2 separate regions of the Mus musculus genome follow, and region 2 is linked to region 1. The links are chromatin contacts, called in public Hi-C maps. All regions are on one chromosome and are shown on one strand. Each heading gives the region's core, a stretch centred on a gene start, on an enhancer-like site or on the middle of the called end of the contact. The rest is flanking DNA. Distances are from core to core; before and after follow the strand shown. Region 1 has its middle 28 kb from the start of Gm22503. Region 2 has its middle 87 kb from the start of Gm40638.

Evidence for each region. Hi-C and Micro-C count contacts between places; a contact is called where the count stands out from the background.
Region 2: a Hi-C map of uterus shows a contact between it and region 1. The contact joins two enhancer-like sites. A contact is called at or near these places in 4 of 484 Hi-C or Micro-C datasets (bone marrow-derived macrophages, nephron progenitors and uterus) and 1 of 115 datasets of contacts at active chromatin or transcription factors (pancreatic cancer cells).

The regions. Positions count from the first base shown.
Region 1 is chr10:44,700,856-44,708,025 of GRCm38.p6, reverse strand. No RefSeq gene overlaps it. Among named protein-coding and RNA genes, the nearest start is that of Gm22503, 28 kb to the left of the region's middle. Within about 2 kb of position 5,740, at least 54 of the 459 cell types and tissues checked have an H3K27ac peak or open chromatin away from gene starts, as enhancers often do. A contact at or near this core is called in uterus, where this site is marked.
Region 2 is chr10:44,852,815-44,859,620 of GRCm38.p6, reverse strand. It overlaps the pseudogene Gm6983. Among named protein-coding and RNA genes, the nearest start is that of Gm40638, 87 kb to the left of the region's middle. Within about 2 kb of position 3,865, at least 2 of the 459 cell types and tissues checked have an H3K27ac peak or open chromatin away from gene starts, as enhancers often do. A contact at or near this core is called in uterus, where this site is marked.

The sequences.
Region 1 (7,170 bases), core at 4,491-6,990:
ATGATATATTCTAAAGAAGGGGCCATGGCCAAGGTACACTCGAAATCTCTGAAGACTTATTAACATGACCTCTGAAAAGCTCTGCTAAGTTCCTCCTGATGCAATTCCCTGATGAAAAACAGCTAAAGAATGTGCACTTCCAATGGTGCACTTCATAGCTGGGGTTTCCAGGTGTATCTGGTTCATATACAAATACAAACGCATCTGTCATCTGCCCGCAGACAGTGAAGGGACATGGTGAAGTGATGCTAAAAAGCCCCAGGGACTTAAAATTGGCAGAAACTACACTGGCAGGTCACCATCCTGTCTATGCATATCTATTTCCTTACTCTGATTAATTTCTTTTGTAGAAAGAGTAATTGATTTTACTACTAGCATTGTCTCTGTTATTATCTTTGGGCAAATAATTAATAGCTGACTCTATCCATTTATACTACTTATATACCTGAGTGTCTACTTCTTAAAATTTTCATGATAGATGATAGATAGATAGATAGATAGATAGATAGATAGATAGATAGATAGATGATAAGATAGGATGCATAGATGCATGCACACATGTATGTATGTATGTATGTATGTATGTATGTATGTATGTATGTATACTTATATAAAGTTTTAATGGGAGCCATTGTTGACATTAGCCAATTATTATATTGGGCTCCAATCACAATCTCTGGCCTCCATGAGCACATGCATTCTCTCTCTCTCTCTCTCTCTCTCTCTCTCTCTCTCTCTCTCTCTCTCACACACACACACACAGACACACACACATACACAACTTTAAAAAATGAAATCTTTTTTAAAGAGTTGGATGGCCTTATATAGCCAATTGTGATGGTCCTTAATGTGTAGTTCAAAGACCTCATGGTACCCTGAGGGTCTCTTGGATGTCTAAGCAAGAAGAATCTATGTCCATAAAGATGAGTTACAGAGTCCCAAATCTGAGTCATGCTGCCCAGAAAGTTCTTAGCCTTTCTTCACTCATTCCTGTGTGACCTATTTGGTCAGGACTAAAGGTCACCTCTTCCATTAGGCTGGCACTGATTTCGCTCCCCTTTTATCAAACCCATAGAAAGAGACTGTTTCAGGTACATGGTATGTGGCAAGTACTGCCCTAGAAGTTTATAAATATATGAATAATATATATTATAAATACATATACACATATATAATACTACCTCTTAATCATGGATCCACCAATTTTCCATTTCTTACAGAATATTTTTACTTTGAAATATTCCTCATAAATATAAGCCATGAATTCTATTAATATATAAATTCCTTGAAAAGTCTGAACTTGCCTTTTATGTCTCATAAGTTGATAAATGAGTGACTATGTGCTAAATGACAACACAGTTTAGACATAAACTATACAAGCCCTCAGAGGAAACATCAATACTAAAAGATAAATAAATGAAGAAGGTGAATATTTTATGTGTGCTTGTTTGTTTTGTTTTGTCTTTTTTTCTTTTTCTTTTTTTTTCTTTTTTTCTTTTTTTTTTTTCTTTTTTTTTTATTTTTATTTTTTTGAGATAGCTTCTCCTTATGCAGCCTAGGATGGCTGTGGAATTTATATCTTCCTCAGACCCTGGAGTGTTGGGATTGAAGGCTTCCACCACCATGCTCAGCTAAACAAACTAAGATTGGAGAAGATTCGCAGACATAAGAGTAAACAGAAGTAGACATAGCCTTAATTTAAATATAGGAATAACGTGACCAATGGCACACAACTTGGGATCCCCGAGGTTCAGTCACAAAACCAAAGAATAATCAGTGTTAAAGTGGGAATTAATAAGGCTTATAAGAGGAGGAAAAATGGAGAATAGAAATAGAAATGAAAGGAGATTGGCTATTGTGGGAGTTTTCTTTGTAGATCCAATGTTGAGAAATGAACATACTGGTGCTAGAGAAACGGTTCCGCATTTAAGAACAGAGGCTGCTCTTCCGGAGAACATGGGTTTGAGTCCCAGTCTCTACATGGTAACTCATAGCCATTTGTAACTCTAGTTTCAGAGGATCCAGTTCTAACTTCTGGCCTCCTTGAATACCAGGCAAGGGTGTAGTGCGCGCGCGCGCGCGCGCACACACACACACACACACACACACACACACACACACGAACACAGGCAAAGATCCACACATATAAAATAATAAAATTAGGAATTAACATATAAAGTTCAGGTTTCTTGACCACAAAGAAGACAAGAGTGATGACTTTCTGCAGCTCCTTTTCATCACAACATGACAGCCCTGACGGAAAAAACCACACCTCCCATGATGGCCAAGCCCACTCTGGCCTTGTGTTAAAAGAAACAATTTCCCGAAAACACCGTAACTTCACACATTGAGATGCTCGTGGCATTTGAAAAAATTGTTTCCACTTCATAATACTGAATTTTCGAAAGTCACTGGATCCCACAGCACCTAATTGCTTTAGAAAAAAAAAGATATGACCTCACAAAAAGTATTTGAGATAGATACTTTAGTGAGCTTAAAGGAATTTTTATGTCAAATGAGTATTTTTCCTTTATTAACAAGACTACTATTTTCTTAAGAAATAAGCCACAGTCTCCAATAACACAAAAAGTTCTTCAGAAGTATCCTCATATTTAACTGTATAACCAATTCTGTAAGACAGTCAATAGCATGTTTCTAAGTGCCCCCTCTCCCCCAGGGCCCAGCCAATCACACACACTGAAAAGTGCCAGAAAGTAAATAAGGCAGCCCCCAAACCCTGACTCCTGGAGTAGAGTCAGGAACGAAAGAGGAAAACCAGTGTCCGAGAAAGGGTTGAGGCAAGGGGTTCCCTTGGGAACCTACTTTGCATGCTTTCCTTTGACAAGGTAGCAAGGACAAGAACCCGAGAAGGAGAGGTGGGATAGTTTAGGTGACATGGGAGGGTTTGAGGGACGTATACATATTTTCTATCTGCAGCTGAATGATAATATCATGAGATTAGACGTTTTCTACGGCACATTTTAGATACAGAGGATGGTCACGGCACATGTAACAGCTAGGGAAAGCATCTCCTGCAGAGTGTCACCCATTACAGATGTCCTCTCTAGCTCATCACAGCTCTCTGTTGGGAGGCCATGACTCCATAAAGGAAGCCGTAAAAGAAACTCAGCTCATTTGTATTGTGACTCCCGTGATCTGAGTGTTAAAAAAAACCTGAAAATGGTCTTCATGGTGCTTTTCTGTTTTTCTTAAGAGCCATACACATTCTAAAAGACATTTGCCACTCTCCCTAGCAAGCACTTTAAAAGTATGTAGGTTAAAAAAGAAAAACCTTCACCTCTCTCGACTGGCAGCCATTGTTTTGGAATATGAACATCTACAGGAATCCACACACCATGACAGGGAAGCAGGGGACACAGACTGGAAAGTCTCTGTCTCCCTAACTATAAGATGTGAACAAAATCACTCCATTTTCCCTAGTCCCCATTTCCCTTTCTTATAAATTATTTTCAATAAGGACACCTCCACCTGCCTCAGAGAGTCACGGAGATAACTCAAGAAGAGCTTTAGGAAAATATTTTGTACAAAGATACAATTTTCATGACATATTTTAATACATGCCTTATGCTTGCAAGGACTGTTTCAGTAAGTGTCTTTGTTAGGCAAAAGTCGAGTTATGAAACTAAAAGTACAACTTTCCATATGATGTGGCATTTCCTGCCCTGTTTTACAAGGCCATGTCCCAGATGGGTGCTTATTTATTACCATATGACCAGCCCAAGTGTTGATTGCTGTTATTAGGGCATGAAAATATTAGCCAAGCCAAGATCCCTGTTGTGAAATGCTAAGGACCATGCAGATGCAAGAAACTAAGTCACTGTGCTTCATTCACGGTTCTAATACCTGAGGAATATAAGGACCATTTCCACAAAACGACTAGAGTTGTGAATATACGACTGATATTACTTTACTGACAAATATTTCTACTGGTATTAGGAGATCACGTAAGATGGCCTCAGGTCCTCCACCCTAGGGCACCACCCTTTCATCCTGCTGAGCTCAGTTCCAGGTGCCTACCTGCCCACTGCCCTGACTTTGAACCACCCTGAGCCTAAGGTGGGAGGTCCTTCCATAGTCTCTGCTTTATTCCCAAGGAGTCTGCCTCAGTGAAGTTGTTGTTTCTAGATGCCAATGTCCTTTGCCTGGTACAAGCGACACCACTCGGCTCATCAAAGTCACTGAAGAGCCCTGTTGAAGTGACCAAAGGAGCCAGGCCAACAAAGTAAACTGTAAAACAGGCCAGGCAGGTCTATCTTCCTGACTACCTAAACTATGACATGGGGGCAGTGACCTCTGAGGTTCTCCTGCTTGGACTTAGAGAAACATACATCCAAACATGGTTGGAAATGTTAGAAAGAATGAGAGAGAGAGAGAGAGAGAGAGAGAGAGAGAGAGAGAGAGAGAGAGAGAGAAAGAGAGAGAGAGAGAGAGAGAGGGAGGAAGGAAGGGAGGAAGGAAGGAAGGAAGGAAGGAAGGAAGGAAGGAAGGAAGGAAGGAAGGAAGGAAAGAGAGCTTGGAACTGGGATTTTTATTTGGAATCTTACCTTTATACGTATTAACAAGTAAATCAAAGTTATCTTCTAAGTTTTTTTAAAGTGGTTGTTTCTAATTCTTAGATGTCATTAGCAAACACAAGTAGGCCACACTCAGAGAAAAAGGCAGCACCTCTTCTCTGTTAGCCTACGAGCAAGGGCTATATGTCAGGACCAGTCTGTTCATCAGTCTATTGTTCTGCAGTACAAGAGAACACTCTATCTATGCCGAATATTTCAGAAGACACTGGCAGGTGACCCAAGGCACAGAGGAAGAAAAATGGCTGGGAAGCGGGTCCTTGTGGCTCCCTTTACCTGTTCCACTGACAGGCCTTGAGCATCCTTAAGAACAGAAGACAGTATGTATTATGCTCTATCCAGTGCTCTGTGGCTCCTCCTCTAGGCATTCTGACAGTTGAGTGTCTGGATGAGAAAAACGCACACCAGAGGGCAGGAAGGCAGCACACATCACTGTGCCCAGATCAGGAAGGCACAGGCAGAGCATGAGGTAGGTTTTATCATTTCCAGTTGAGTCAGAAGATTGAATCTAACTCAGAGTATCACATCCTAGAAGGGCCTTTGAGAGCATCTTGTTCTGCCTTTCCATCTCACAGGGGAAAAGGTCAATCAATATACAGAGGGTATCACTTGCATGGCCTACTGACCAGGGCAGATAAATGCCTTAAGAGAAAATATATACTCCTTCCTGATGCCCATCTCCTGCATGAGGGTTACAGACTTCACTTTGTGCTGGTCAAACAATTCTCAGAAATGGTGAGGGCCAAGAGATTTTATCAATGCTCGAGATAGTACTCTGTCACATGTGATATTACCAGCACCCAATGTCTGCCTCCATTTCAACCCGGAACTGGTCACATGTGTGTTTGTTTCTCAAATCATCTCTGGAAAGCTTTGCTCTACTGTTTGTAACTTAAAAACAAACTCAAAGCGTGACTCCGATGAATTTGACTTAACAACCTTAAAGAAACCACTTTGAAACCAGTGAGCCTGTAAATTGCAGATGGAAACTCTACAGTCTGGAAGGAGGCCATAGTAGGCTTTAACTTAAAGAGAGCCAGTCTGGCCTCAGCTGTGGAGAAAGCAAGGTCTAAAGTTCATAGGGCAGTCTGTGCAAGCTGTCTGGCAGCCTGGCCACAGCCAGGGAAGAAGCCAGTCCTCTTATGAAATAGGAAACGATCTTGCAACACTGGCAAGAGCGGTTCTCAGTGAAAGCGCCCGTGCTGTTCAGCCCTCTACAGGAACTGGTTTCACAGTGTCCTGTGGTATTAGCATCACATTTCACTAGGAGGGTTTTGTAGATACTTCACTGCCCCTCTGGGAGAAACAAAACGGCTATTGATTGGATTCCCCAACTCAACTGTGGAGTAATTAGACCAGGTACTCTTTAAGAGGGGCATCATATATTTGGAGACATCATATCTAGGGTGGTGCAGTCCAGACCCCACACTCCCCCAGCCATTGTGGCCCCTAACATGTATCAGAAGTAAAGGAAAGACTTGGGTAACATTTTGATAAGGGTATTTTTATTGTTACTGTTGTATGTTATAATCAGGGTGGCTTCTACCATTTCAAAAATGTAGGTTTTGACTTTAAATAGTTTCACTCTTAAGTTGTTGGTTTTACTGTTGTTCTGTAAGTGTTATAGGACTGCACAGTAAAGAGTCTCGAGAGTGACTCCAACTAGAAACTGTATTAGCCCCATTCAGGCAAATGCTTTTTCCCCCATAGTAAACAGGGTGCTTGTGGAGTGCCCTGTGTCTAATGCACACACCAGGGAGCCAGACTATGTCCTGTTATCACATACTCAAAAAAAAAGAGAGAGAGAGAGAGAGAGAAAGAGTGTCAACAAACAGCAAAGCTTCCCAGAGACCCAGAGATGCTTTAAGTAACTAGGACATATGCAACCAGTTCCTGGTTGAAATGGAGATAATCACGGCTGCTAATAGCATGTGTGCTAGAGTAATGTCTGGGGGAGGTGACAGTGTACCTTATCCCAAGATAATGTACATCTATAAAATAAAAATTTAACATTTTCATATACCCTATGTATAATAATAGGAATGATACTAAAATATTGATATTAATTAAAGGGAAATACTTGTTTAACACCAAGAAGCATTTTCCTGTGTCACCCTCAAAATCACCCTTGTGTTTAGATGAAGTGCAGAGAGGTAGTAGTAACCAAGTTATCCTTTCTAAACTATTCCTGCCAGAGCCTGAGTACACTCAGTATCCATTAATGCTCGAGACACAGTTTCCTTTCTTCCCAGCTCTGGTAAAAGGGAGCCAGAATATCTCTAATCGGCACTCTTCTCTAATCTGAGACAAATGTCTCTATCAAGATCATGCATTTATCTAAACTTCTGGTAAAATCATAACTCACCACTTTCTCCTCAAATCCACTATGATACCTGCGTTTTGTCACAATCTACATTTGGGGAAGAAGGAGAGGTGGGGGAGGAGAGGAAGGGAGGGAGAGAGGGAGGGAGGAACAGAAAGGGAAAGGGGAAGAAAAGAAAGAGGGAGGAAGGAAAGAAGAAAGAAAAGAATGAAGGAAGGAAAGAAGGAAGGAACAAAAGGAAGGAAGGAAGGAAGG
Region 2 (6,806 bases), core at 2,616-5,115, 150 kb before region 1:
AGAGTAAGCATTTACATGCCTTTAATCTAAGACTTCAACATTGTTTGTCTCTGCAGCTTATTTAAGCATCCATTTCACAGTTGTAAGAGTTTAAGTAAACCCTCCCGTCGACTCAATCTATGCGAAGCCGACCCTGGTCATTTCAGCTTGACACGATTCAGCAATTTTTGAAATTCATATTCTAGTCATTCAAGTAAATGAACAGTGTCATTTGGTTATTTGATGTGATCTTTTTAAAGTGGGCCTTTTGAGAAACTGCTTCTGGGTATCAATGGTAAAATGAAAACACTGGCTAACATAATAAAAGCAGGAAAATTAATTTCAGGGCATTTAAACCCTCTCCTGCTTCCTGGGCTCACAGGGCTTTAGAAGTTCAGAACGGTTCTCTGATGTCAGTGTTCTCTGAAAGCAAATCCTTTCAAATCCATATGGTGGACATCTTTGAGTCCCATGCTGCTTACATTTTTCGGTGCCTCAGAAAGTGGAATTTCTCCCTTTTAATCCTCAAAAACTGAGCCCAAATTGTTTTACCCACCTGCAGCTCCCTCAGAGGAGCATAACTTTTTGATTCAACCCATCATTTCTGTATATTCCAGAAACGCCAATTATCCCCACTTGAGCCCAAACCATTGTTATTAGTCACTGAATCTCAGCTGGGAGGATGGAGGCCATCTCTTGCGTGTGACTCATTATGAAGATGTTAAACAAATGCAAATGCCAAGGAAGCAAAGCTCTTACTTCCCCAGTTCTGGGCTGCAGGCTTCCTCTTTGTGGATGCGATGCGTCCATACGTGGAGGAGAGGAACGTGAACCCTGATGGGCTGTTTCTCTGAAAGAGGTCTTTGAACCACATACTGCTTACAAGGCATACGTTTCTAGGAACACCAACAGCAAAGCATGATGTTCAAATCCTTTCCCCAAAGCCAAGCTAGTGGCCTGATCTCAAGAAGCTAATGACTTGACCAGCAATGCCCCTTGGTGTTACAAAAGATACTTTCTCATCAGGTAGCTTATAGAAAGAAGCTGTAAGTGATACCAAATCCCCAGCTTATTGATACTTAATACTTGCCTCGGACATTCAGAACTAGGAAAAATAAATTACCATTGTCTAAGTCATGCAGTCTGAGCTATTTTATTATAGCAGAGCAAGTAAACTAATATACTATCTTAGCCTCCTTTCTGTTCCTGGGAAGAAAATCATGATCAAAAGCAACCCAGGGAGGAAAGGGTTATTTGGCTTACATTGTCTCAACCATGGTTTACCACTGAGGGAAGTCAAGACAGGAGGAAGCCATGCAGATTATGAACTGGGGCAGGAACTGAAGCAGAAACCATTGAGGAATTCTGCTTCCTGACTTGCTCCCCTTGGCTTGGGTAATCTGCTTTCTTAGACCACCCAGGACCAGTCACCCAGGGTACCACCCACAGGATCCCACATCAGTCCTTAGTTAAGAAAATGCCCCTACAGACTTACCTATAACCAGTCTGATGGAGGCACTTTCTCAATTGAAGTTCCTTCTTCCCAGATGATTGTAACTTATGTCAAGCTGATAAAACCAAAACCAAAACAACAACAAACCCAAAGAACAACAACAAAAAAACAAACCATAATATACTATCCTACAAATTATTGCATAATCCATAATTTTAGATTTCAGATGCTCTAAATATGAATTATTCTTCTCCCCTCTATTCATAATACCTAGAAGACTATCTTGTAAATGTCAATAAATGCTGGTTCACCCAATAGCTGAAGGAAGTAGTTTCCTGACTTATTAAATTGCCTTCTGCCTTATCTTCCGGATACTAAATGCTTTGAACAGTTGTCTCTGTCTCACCCCAATGTTAAGTTTATCTCCAAGCTTCTGAGACATCATAAGGGACATCAGCCATGTCAGGGACACCCTCTGATATACACACAGAAGTTGGACTCTAGAGCTGATATATTTACACAGAGGTTCCAGTCAACAAACCCCACCAGCAGAGCACAATGTTCATGGTCCTCCCCTCTATGCAAGCTAGTGGCATCACCTCAGGGAATCTGGAGCTGCCCCTAAGCACGTTTCTTTGGATTGCCAGGTATTAACGGGAGAGGAGGAAGCTCATTTGTTGATCCAGTGAATGAAGGGTGGGAGGCCAGCTCTGTGGAGATTTGAAAGTTGCCGCACATTATTCTGTAACTACCATTATAAAACTTGCTTGTGCCCAGATTTCTCTTTTTTGCTTTTTTTTTTTAAAAAGGAAAGAATCACAGGATACATGTATATATTAACTTAGAAAGAGAACGTATGAACAAGACATGATTATACCTCAAAACATTTTCTTTCAACATCATTGACAGCTCAAGCCCCCGGGCCCCAGAAAATTCTGAGCAAGGAAGTGCTCTCGACTGAGTATTAATACACCTATAAAAGCTATATTTGACTTTATGTGTCTTACCCTCTACTCGACTCAGCCATTCTTGCTTAAGAAACGCTATGTTGAAATGGAATGCTATTTTATGTGAATAAGGGTGAGTCCTCTCATAAAAGGATGAACTTGCCTAACACAAAGATACCAGGGACCATCTGAGTTCAGATCCATTTCCTTTTGTGAGTGTAAAAAAAAAAATCCAGTTTACTCAGTAATAAAGCAATTATTGATTCTTTCCACAATCATTTCAAGGCCCTAGGCTTCCTTAGTGTTTCAGCCTCACTGAAGGACTTTAAACAACTTTACTCTCCCTTCCACACTTAAAAAGAAGGCATGCTTCAAGTGAGACTTTAAGGACAAGAGTCTCCCCTTCAACTTGAGATAATTTACTTCCAAAAGCTCCTGGAATCCATATTAAATGTTTGTTGTGTAAAAAACACTATGTGAATACCCTAAGAATCATAAAGAACAAAAATGTTTGAAATATTTCCACCGGTGAGGAGCTTATAATAAAGACAAAGATTTAAAGACAAACAAACAAAAGACTGAATCATGATTGGTACAGATCCGCTATAGTTTAATCCCTCACCCCCCAGAGGTTCATGTTCTGGGAATTTGGTCTTGAGTGTGGTGCTGTGACAAGGGCTTGAACCTTTAAAATATGAAACATACTGGTAGGGAAGAGGTCTTTGGAGGTGCTTCTCTTAGGTAGGACAAATACAGTCACTGGGGGCTTCAGCTCGTTCCTACAAGAGTCGATAATAAAAAGAACAACTAACTCCTACACAGGCTCTGGCTTTCTGTTAAGTCACATGGTCTACACCCATGTTGCCTCCCAGCAGCATCCAAAATACAAACCATGAACAGATCTTGGAGAGGAAATAAATGTTTTTCTGTGTAGACCTTCTAGCTCCCATGGTCAGAGGTTTGAACTGTTAATTCCCCATCCTTTAAGCCACCTCAATTCCCTATTTTTAAGTCTGGGAACAGTGAGTTAACCAAAGTTCAATGTTTTCCAAGCGAAGCATTAGAAACTGTCATGTTTTCCATGACACCAGGTCAAGCGGCAATGGGTTTCTGATGTGAAATCTCTTGGATTTATTCAAAAGTCCCTATCACCGACAGGCTTACATTAATCTAATTTTCTGTTCCACTAAAACCTTGAATGTTAAGCTAGATTTGTGTTAAGAACAGGGATGAGAGTTTACATCACTAGCCTTAAGAGGAGAGGATCAGCAGTCAATGTTTTATTATTCCGGGTTGATGTGTGATCAGCTAAAGAATCTCATTAAAATCGTATTTCCAGGAAATGAACTCATTTATAGCTCCCTGCTTGGTAGTATGTTTGTTACTAGAGCAAGGGGGAGGTGAAATGATTCACAAGATGCCAACCCTGGGCTGAATGAGCATCCATCCACACTACACACTGCTTCTACATCATTGACTTCTTCACAAGTCACATAAAACTCTGATCTACACACCCTCTAAGTGCGCAGATAAAATCCCATCCCCAGACCTGAAAGACGCATTATTGCCTAAGAAAACCCAGAATTGCTGGATGTTTTCCTTTCCTCTGACTTACAACGCACGTCATCAACCACGTAAAGGGAAAGAAGGATGCGCAGGATAGTGCCTGGGGCTTCTCACCCCTTCGAAGATATTTTCATAGTGAGTTATCATCTGACCAGAAGATTTTGATGTGTCTGTGTGAGATCTTCCAGAATGGCAAATAAAAACTAAAGATCTCAGGCACATGTTGTGGGGAAGCTAGTTAGAAAATTTGGGCGTTTTGTTTGCTCATGTGAAAAACATTGTGGAGTCTATTTAAGAGGTTTTGCGGCTTTATTATTTATGTCAATGAGGACATGAAAATTGACAATTTCCCGAGGTGTGGGCAGACTGAAGGAAGAAGGGGTGGATACTTAGGTATCCAGAAACATGCAACTTGAGAAAGCTGCTAGTAACACAGGGAGAGAAAGCAATGCTACCCACATCTGTGAAACATAGTTCTGCCAGAGACCCACCCAAAGGCCAGGACCAGGAAGAGCGCTCATCTGCTGGCACTTATTGGCCAACCCCAACTTGAGGACAAGAACAAAGATCTCAGTAGCAAAGTTACAGGAGTCAGCTTCTCAGAGAGCAGAGCAAGGAAAAGTAGGGCAGACTATAAATATATAGCTTTGGTTTTACTCATGTACACACACACATACACACACATACACGAATATATATATATATATATATATATATATATATATGTATGTATATATACATGTGAATATATGAGTATATGTGAGTATATATAGAGAGCATGGTTTTACTCATTTTTGCAAGTATTTACGATAAATGCATCATTTAAACATGTCTTTAGCCTCTTTCATTAAAAAACAAAATTAAGTATTTATGTATGTGTGTGTGCTCTGGAAGTCAGTTCTCTCCTTTTACCATGTGAGTTCTGGGGCTTGAACTCAGGCCATCAGGCCCGGTGGCAATCTTCTTTATCCACTGAGTCATCTAGCCAACCCTATCCCCTCTGTTTTACCTCCCATGTTTCATAACTCTAGGAACTGTTCTTATATTCTTCGTCCTGAGCAGAGTTTCTCTTTGGGAAATAGGAATTCTCTATTTTCGTTGATCTTTGTATCATAAACAAGATATATTTTAGAAGCAATTAGACTTAAGGCCCTTCTTCGAACTCATGAATCTTTTGATGAATAACCTCTTGTCCTGACATGCAAACATCTTATTTTCACTATCTCATAGATCTTTGGCATATCTCGGGTATAGTACCTAGTACAGTGTGGCACACGCAAATAGACGCTTAATAAATGCTGGTGGGATGAGCCTCTTGTGCAGATATGGGAGATCAGACCAAAGAGTTAAGCAACATAGCCAATATCTCATGATGTGTCAATAAGAATAAATGTCAAGCCATAAGATCTACCCTGAATATGCTGTGCAAACAGAGATTTTGCTAAACCGGGCAAGAATTTGAACAAGGGTTTCTTTTTCTTTCTCCTGCACTTTGACCCAATTGTAAGAATAGATGATATAGTCAGTGTTTCAACTTATTGGCTAGATTGCCAGAAATATGTATGCCTCACCATTCCTTCCTAGTCATTATACATGAAGTGTTATAAGCAAGAACAAAAGTTGAGTTGAACTGAGCAATTGAAAGGAACCATCCTGGCTTCTCATTTGTAATGTGAAGAGAAAATAAAGACTAAACCTAAGAATTGCCTGCTACATCAGGCCTTTCTTATGTATGAATGAGGGCAAAAGATATAAATGAGATGTATGAAACCTGAAGAACTCCACAGATATTATGAACCTATCTCCAATAACATGCCCTGACCCAGGATATGTGTGCTTTTCTTAGATGTCCAATGAATGATGCACAAAGAGGAGAGGTCAATGTCCTAGATTTAGTAAATACCAAATACCCAATATGGAATAATATGAAATCATTGGATTAAGTATTTCACAGGGGTAGGTTATTGAAAAACATGGAAACAGGTGGGCAAGTCTTTTCTGTCATCTTGGATGTGTACACGATCCCTTCCTTGGTTGACATACACGACCCAGTTCCTTTGTGCATGGTTCCTGTCTGTACAGCCTGTGGTGAATGCACACATTAGGATATTCAGCACAGGGCTTTGCTCTACCACAAACCGCATTAGTTGGAAATCAGGGATAAGCAGTTTCTAAATAGTTTATGTTTCCAGTTGAGCAGTTGCCTTCCTCTTTTAGTTTGTTCCCATAATGACAGTGAAACCCGAGAATATGGAAAATATTCCTATCTCACGAAGTCACCTTTTCCTATCACAATCTGGTCTCTTGTCTAGGCTATTCTGTGTCATTTCTCACAGAGCCCATTATTTACAGGGTTCTTTTTCTTTTCTTTTCTTTTCTTTCTTTTTTTTTTTTTATAGAACAGCAGACACCATTATTACACTATGCATGAGGCTCATTTGCCTTTCCGGGCTTTGATCTTCCGCAGATAGAACTCCAGCTCCTTGCCTTCGAACACACAGCCGTCTGCTCCGCCACACTGGCCTGGTCCTGAGGCAACGCAGGCGAGAAGCTCGCCCTGCTGGAACTGCTCCTCCAGAAGACTGCTGATTTTGGCATTTTTTTCCCTTTCGTCGTATTTCTTCTGAATTTTCTTTGATCGTTTTTTGTTTAAAATCTCTTCCTCCTCAGGAGTCAGCTTGGCCCCCTTCTTGCGGCCCAGGGGCAGTGCAATAGTGGGACCTGTACCACTGTCGGTACAGCGTGCTGTCAATAAGCATGATGCAGTTCTTCACTAGGGTCTTGGTGTGGACACGCTCGTTGTTGGATGCATTGTAGACAACATCAATGATCCTTGCTTTGCGAGTACAACACTCAGAGCC